Linked DNA regions of Lactuca sativa: region 2 is linked to region 1. A link is a contact called in public Hi-C data. All regions are on one chromosome and are shown on one strand. The core of a region is the stretch at or near the end of the contact, and the rest is flanking DNA. Distances in the headings are between cores, read along the strand shown.

Region 1 (4,119 bases), core at 512-3,011:
CGAGGTGGAGGGGGTGTTAGGTGGCTTCCATGTACTTTGTCAAAACATTCCTGTGCAGATTTTCCAGGCACCTGTGTAATTAATTACAAGGAGTGATGACATCATCATGTACATATGGATTTTATATTTAGGAATTAGGATGAAAAGTGAATTACCAGTTTGGAAACTTTCTTCCAGAAGTGTGGGGTGGGCTTTGCTTGAAGGTAAGCTCTTTCCAATGCTGATTCTTGATCTTTGGTCCAACCATGAGAAATTCCTGAATTGCCCTCGTGCTGATTTCTTTTTCTTTTAACCCCGATATTCTTTTGATTTTTCTTAATAGTATCCTTCTTGTTCATGGGTTGTTGTTCATCATGCGATATACTAGGAGTTGTAATGGCAACTTCATTTTGATTTGCCAATTTAGCTATACTTTTTTTGGGTAATTCTTCATCCAAAGTTGGATTTTCTGTGATTGGTAAAAGTAAAGCCCCTTCATTTGGATTATCATCAAATGCCAAAGTTTGAAATCGGTCAGAATTATTCTCCCATTTTTTCTTACTGTTTTTCACTTTCTTCTTTAGCAATGTAGACTTACATCTTCTAGATGTATTTGTATCCACTTGGGTTAATAAACAATCATTGCCTGTATTTCCAGTAAAACCACCATAGCTGGTCTTCTTAACATTTGTATCTACATCCCCATGAGAAGAGCTGCGTGTTACTCGCCTCTTGAATTCCCCTACATATTAGATTTCAAATTACAAGGGAAGAAAATAACAAAAAATATATGCAGGAAAGGAAAAAATAGTTCCACTTTCAAGGTGAAAAGGATAGAACCTACATTTCTTTATCATCCCAAACTTTGCAACAATAACTAGATTGAAAGAATGGTGGTGTTGGATTTGTAACTTCAACCATATCAATTCTGAATACAGGAATAACTACATTTGACCACAAGAATTAAACAATAGCTCTTAGGTCTTTACTATTAAAGCAGGGAAGAGGAAGGATAATGAAATCGTAAGTTAAGCATCTTGAATCAAGGAATTGCAATTTAGTGAACTAGAGTTGATCTCAATTGAAACTCGTGGACCATTCAGAGCAAAAAAAGATATGTAATTCGAATAACTAATTAGCTGAACCATTGCAAGTAAAACAAAATGAAAGCAAAAAAACACTTACTGTTTCTCCGTTTTGAACTACGTGATGACTTTTCTTCAGTGCGCTCTTCGGCACAAGGAGTCAGTCTGGTAGATCTTGTCGACCTAGTTTTCGAATTATCAGACTTTTTTCTGGCATTACGAGATTCACGATGTTTCTGTGAACATCCTTCTGACTTAGATCCTAGGCTTCTCCCTCGGGAAGAAATCTTTACCTTTTCTGTGAAGTTGAGAGGAGTCGCTGAAGAAGGAATTCGGGTCCTCCGTGGTTCTGGCTTAGGGGTTCTTGGGTCTTCAGGATCCACGAGCACAACTTGGAGAAATCTTGGAGATCTTCGGAGTGGATAGGCTGGCGTTCTATCCTTCTTCGATGAATTTTTATGGAGCATTTTCACAAACACCTGGTGTACGTTTGCCACGAAGACTAGGCGACTGAGTTCTGGAGGAGTGGAGGGAAAATCGACTGTTCAAAGGGAAGGTGAAAGTGAAGACGAACGAATAAAACCTGGGCCTGAGGTTATTCAGCCCAATTTGTCTAAGCAATAGGTAACGATGGTTTATACTTTATAACATTATATCAATATCAATTATTAATACAAGAGAAGAAGAAAAAAAACTAAATTTATTAAAAAAGTAGATTTAAATAAATACTAAGAGTTTTTCAAAAACAATCATAAATTTTATAAGTCTCAACTGTCATATGAGAAATTGACACGACACTTAGTCTAAGGGATATGGTGTTTTTTACGGTAAAAAGGTGTTACGTAGGAGCCACGTCAACTTTAACATTTTTTTATAAATTTCACATGTACGGTAAATAGTTTATCTATGAGTTTTATTTTTATCTTTTTTTTTTATTTCAATAAAAAATAAGAACTTTTTAAAAAACCATACTAAATTTAAAAATTACATTTTAGAAATAAAAATAACATAAAATTAAAAATTACATTAAAAACCTTTAAAAACATGAAGTGAAAAATTAAAAAACTAAAAGAAAAAAAAAAGAGAGAACTAGAATAAAACATAACATCGAAATTTCATTTGCAGTTTAGCTTATATTTTTCGCGAATCGATTGCTTCTAATTATATATTAACCATAATCATCCCTAATAAATGAAAATAATTTTGTCATTTTAAGATATTTTTTAAGTAAATAATATTCATATGTCAATTTATGAGTTTTTCAATTTTTAAAATTAAAAGTCACATAATACCTTTACTTATATAGGTAAAGTATTAAATGTAATAAATATGATAATAAATTGTAATTAATATGTTTCTTTATTTTTTATTTAAAAATGCTTATTATTTAAATTTTAATATTTAGTTTTTTTAATCGACGACCCGTATAATATACGGGTCTTACACCTAATAATTAATAAACTAATTTTTTTTCTTTATTTATTCTACTCAATTTGGTTCTTGATGGCAACCCAAAGAACCCTGTTATCATTAGAAATATTATCAACAGTGTTCCACTTGGACAAGCCATCATCTATACGAGGTCTAATATTTCTCTAATAATCACCAGAGAGTAAGTCATCCAATGTTACTACCGAACTCTTGATCTCATCAAGATTTAGCCCTTAGATAACTAATCAACTATCTGTTCGTTCTAAATATCTCTATGAATTCTAGACATGGATAATGGTAAATCTCATAATTCAGGATTATGTTTTCCGATATTGATTTGTGACGATTGCATCTGAATACTAAATTGAACATATTAATTCTAGTCAGGGCTCGGCCAAGCACTTTAGATATCAACACCAAATCATCGAGAAGGTCATAGATATCGATTCTCCTGTTAAGGCAGAAGGAACAAATAAACTTCGACTACATAGTTTTTGTCTATTTCATGATGTCATACATGGACATACCCTCTATAACTACCAGTTATGGATAACATTGGAGTAAACAACCACGTACGTTTGGGTTCGCCCAACGTACGCACACAACTTTGTGTTTTTCATTTAAGTGCCAAGGGGTCAATTTTGCAAACAATTCTCATACTAAGGGTCACAAATGAAACTACTTGAACAAGAGTGTTACATCTCCTCTTCCTCTACTACACACACACACACTATATATATATATATATATATATATATATATATATATATATATATATATATCTTCTTATGGGCAATCAAAACACTTCATCGACAAATTGAAACTACAATTTCAAAAATACTTTTGGGTTAGACACAACACCTCATCAATATCTGAACATAGAATCACCCCATGGTGGTTTTGTGAACTTGATCCAAAGTGGATCCTCTATCCCACAAAGACCATTTTTTTTTCAAAAACAATATTAACACTTCCAACCTTATCAACAACCCTTTCAATCCGCTTTCATATACCAACAACCTTACCGAAGATAACCATAACCTTGACAACCGGGTTCTCCGAATTTTGCAAAGAAACTTAACTTGAACAACCATGACCATCAAAGAAGGAAGGAAAAAAAAACGCTCAAACATAAGGAAATGTGATTTGGACAAAGAAGAAAGAATTGAATTTAGCAATGACGTGGAATTTCGGCTTCCCAAGACCCCATCGTTAGAAATGCTCAAACGGTAAATTGTTTTTGGAAAAAAAAAAAGACTTAACCGTTTTCTATGGGTCAGTGGGAAATGAAAACTGAAATCTCAACCAAATTACTTCGAATGACGTTATATGAGTTTGAAAATTATCGAATTCAACGAAATTTACAACAACCTCACCAACTTGCACAAAAGTGGGTCTAACGACTTCGACGTCTTCAACATAGCCATGTAACAATGCGAAAAATTAACACCAACCCGCAAAGCTTTTTCCTATGTCGAACCTTGGCTAAAGTTGAAGGGTTATCCAAAATGAAACGTAGTCAATAATCGACTTCTCTTCTCGTTCGAAGGGTACGAGAAATGTCGATGGACTACACAATAAAAACAATCGAACGACCGGACACACATCAACATCAAACTAGGTA
Region 2 (4,119 bases), core at 561-3,060, 170 kb after region 1:
TTGTCGTGGTTAGTCGTGGCCCATTTCAAAGCGGGAGTTAGGTCATGTGACTTCATGGATTCGAGAATTTCATACATTTCTAAGAATTGGGTTTTTTTGTCGACGATGGTTTCTTCTTCGTGAGCTTCGTTTATGAAACAATCGCCGATTTCAAACATGCTTTCACGATATAAGTGACTAGCGATTATTTGGTTGATTATGTGGGTATCGAAATCGACGTTTCTGTAAGACTTTGAAATGTCAGGATAGAATTGTTTCTCGAGGAGTTTAGTGTATTTGCTCATTGCGATGTTGAGTTCCTTTTGTGTAGCTTCGAGGTGATTAAGTGGAGCGATTTCTTTCAATTTGGTTTTTAGTTCACCCAGGATTAACTTGGGTTGAGAGGAAGGGACATTAATGGCGGATTGGATTCCTGATAATGTTTGTTGAATTTCTTGGGTGATTTGTTCGATTGTGTCCTCGATTTTCGAGGAGGAAAGAGTCTGCTTTTTGATGACAGAATCGAATGCATCTTTGATAGGATTCAGTTCCATAGTTTAGTACCTATAAAACAAAGATCTTGGAGCCATGAGAACATAAAGTTTAACCTTACTTGAGAATGTCTGTATTGAATATGTGTTACCTGAAGTCAATTTGATTGTAGAACAGTGGGAGAGATTTATATGTTACAGTCTTGAATGTCTGTAATAAAACCCCATAAGCTATCTGAGTTTCTTAAAAACCTGAAAAAAAGAGCACCATTAATGACAAACATCTTTGAGGTTTCTTCTTTCCAACACAAGCAATAAATGCAATATCTCATTCTTACTAGTATCAGATACATACTGATATGGGTGAGTAATCTAGTGAAGGGACATTTTGTTATTATGAGAAGGAAAGTTCAGATTGGTAAGTAAAAGATATTAGAACTTGCAAACAATATTAACTATGACATTCTTGTTTAGTGAAACACAACAAAATTGGGGGAAAAAGGCAAAAAGAACAGATGATAAAACTTCAAAAAGCCAGAGGAAAGGTTATAAAGAATGTGTAAGAAACCTTATAGGATCATAATTACCACATTAAAATCTAAACAAAGCTTTGGAACAACAAAATTGAAAAACACAGCCTAAAATCTAGAAATTAGAAGGTTTGAATTTCAAAAACCAGTTTTCATAACTCAAAGATCCTGATCTTATCATATTTAGATATTAGTAACATAAAGAGCTGAATCATTAAACCACTAAACCAAGTTTTCATAACTCAAAGATCCTTAGCCAAACCCTCCATGATTATAATCATCAGACGGATGAATATATACACAACACTTTCTATATGCAAGTCAACCGACATATCCAAGCAACAAAGCTTACTGTTTATATCGATCGTCCAACAGATTCATCCATCGATCCAGTCAAATCTGACGATCTATAATCAGCTATCAATTTCGTCAAACAAAATTTTCAGTACACGAATTGAGAAATCTCAAACTGTCGCAATAGATTGGAAAACGAGTGATTAAGACTCCAGATCGACGTAACATAAAGTGATAAAGTAATCATACTGAAAGAAAAAACACACGCAAACATAAAAACGATAGATTCCGCCATTAAGTATGGCAATATATGCATGAACCACATGTAAAACATAGAGCGATTAACAGGAAGACATGGAGAGGGGGAGAGAGTACCTTACCAGTTACCAGGGGGAGAGGGGCGGAGAAGGGAGTTCCGCACCAGAGATTTGTGTGTAAAATTGAAGAAGTTTGAGAAGTGTACGCTTTATGATGGGAGATTTTGTTCAATTTACTTAGATGCCCTTTCATTTCCTTAGTTTTCCAATTCTTCCCCCGTAATTTTATTTTTCCTCAACTTTTCAAGTCAATTAATTTATTTTCAAATGTGGACGACTTAAACCTTAAACCGACATCGTTTCTGTCTCAGAAAATAAACATAATGGCTTATCAATTCTCATGATTCATGAGATCAATGTGTTTAGTTGAGATATGTATGCCTAAATTGAACGGACTTGTGTTTGGATATGTTTGTTTAATAAAGTGATAATCTTAAAAATGACTAACCCAAATGACCATAATGTTCAAAGAATTACATTTTAGACTAAAATAAACTTTATCAATCAAAAGTACATTTAGATTTCAGACTAAACATTGCAAACAAAGTAAAAATGATCACATCCAAAATTTCAAAAAATAAATTCAAAATTTACAGAAAACGTGTCTTCGTTAATTGAAATGTAACTTATGATAAAAGGTATAAAAAGTTGTTATATTGTGGATTTAATGTGCTATAGAAATCAGCTCGGTCCTTTGACTCCTTTCTTACGTTATACTTTAATAGCTATCCGATTTTTTGATAAGTACAAATTTAAAAAAAAAAAATACATCCCAATTTCAAAATTGTTGGTCATTTGGAAAAATGGATAAAACGTGGATCATTTACATTATTTCTTCCTAATCATTTGGTTGTTTTGTGATTATCCCTTTAATAAATCAACATAATTATGTCATAGGCGATATAACTGTATTTAAAGCTAGTTTGAAATAATAATAAGTTGACTCTAATAATGATTACAACAAGCTTTTATATGTGTAATGTCCAGCAAACTCGACCACTTAAAAAATAAAAATAATAACGAAAGCAAATATAAGCCAAAAATGAAATTTAGTTTGAAGTTATTATTTATTTCATATTGAAGCGTATCACGTCATCATCAATGTTATTACATTTTCACATTCTATAAAATCATCAACAAAGATTGTTGATTAAATTTGAACATAAAATGTCATGTCAACTGGACAACATCACCACTTTACTTTAATTTCTATGTTTCCTTTAAAGAAAAAAGCTTTGCACTCCATGTGCTACGATTCATTATTCATGCCCAAAATCGCTAAAAGCTAAACTAGTCTTTTTCTAAAGCTCTCACTATCATGTCAATATCATCAAGATTAAGTAACTAAAATATTAACAAGGTAAACTATGTATTTTCACCCCAATGGCAAAACATAAAACCATATGCAAATTTTGTTTCATACCAAACTAACCTCACAATTCACAAATGGAATCTTGTTCCATTCCAACATTAGAAGCATATGTAAATTTTAGGTTACAAATAAAGAATGTTAGTATAAGATATTTTACTTAAAGCAACTCACCATAGCTATATTCTCTTGAATTAAGTGAACCAAAAGTAACTCCATATCTCATTGTGTTGATAGATTCATAATACTTTTCTTCCCCATAAATTCGCCTAAATTTACCAAACAAAAACAAAAGAACAGGACATGACTGAACAGAATTGAACATAATTGAACTGAACAAGCATAACATCAAGCATAAGTTGTGTAACTCGATCTCTAATAAGTCTTAAACATGAACGTAAAAGCAGTTTGATCTTAGCACAACCTATTGTTTTCGAAATGCGAAATTGATATAGTTACATAGTTGAAATTAAGCACCGGTAACCCCCACTTCTGATGCTTGTTATAATGTTCAGTTCCCTCGGGTTAATTTTTCTCAAAAGTTCAAAAATTCAACTAGAATGACAACCGATGTTATATTTCGATTGAACCTCGTAAATGATGACTTTTTTTCAATCCTTTACTAACTTGAAACCCACAGTTGAAGAACAATATCAACTATAAATACTGGAAAATTATTTGATACAATTTAAGAGGCAAAACTAAAAACCTAGGGAGATATAAAAAGGACGTATCATGTAAAATGAACAACAGTAGAGTTGAAAGAAAGGACTTACAACTCGAACCATTGGAGCAAGAACAAGTTGGGCCCAATAGGGGGTTGGATATTTGGATACATCCTTAATGGAAAACCCCACTTACATTTTTACATTTATTTAATTATTCACTGCACATAAAGTAGGTTCTTCAATGTTTATTACGGCTCTCGACAATGCGGGGTTTGAAGGAGCTTTGAAACTGTCTTGTCAATCTTTGATTGAAACCCCAAAATTGCCCAAAGTGTTATCCTTTTTAAATTTTTAGTTTTGTTCTAATATTATACAATAACATTAAAATCTTTTTGTAGTCATCTCATTATGTCCATAGTTATAGTGATTAATACAAGTGCTAAAGTATGTTTAGTTAGCTAGCTGAAAAAA

What was found. A called contact is a pair of places that touch in the nucleus more often than the background predicts.
Region 2: a contact with region 1 is called in a Hi-C map of leaf, with 5 times the contacts expected there. The contact joins the promoter of LOC111900244 here to the promoter of LOC111900247 in region 1. A contact is called at or near these places in 2 of 4 Hi-C or Micro-C datasets (both in leaf).

Annotation. Positions count from the first base shown.
Region 1 is chr2:171,959,895-171,964,013 of Lsat_Salinas_v11, forward strand. It overlaps LOC111900247, which reads right to left and starts at 1,762. Exons shown (of 4, transcript XM_042899268.2): 1 at 1,165-1,762; 2 at 156-721; 3 at 1-71. The coding sequence starts at 1,531.
Region 2 is chr2:172,129,401-172,133,519 of Lsat_Salinas_v11, forward strand. It overlaps LOC111900244 (protein RMD5 homolog), which reads right to left and starts at 1,811. Exons shown (of 3, transcript XM_023896117.3): 1 at 1,675-1,811; 2 at 623-722; 3 at 1-543. The coding sequence starts at 533.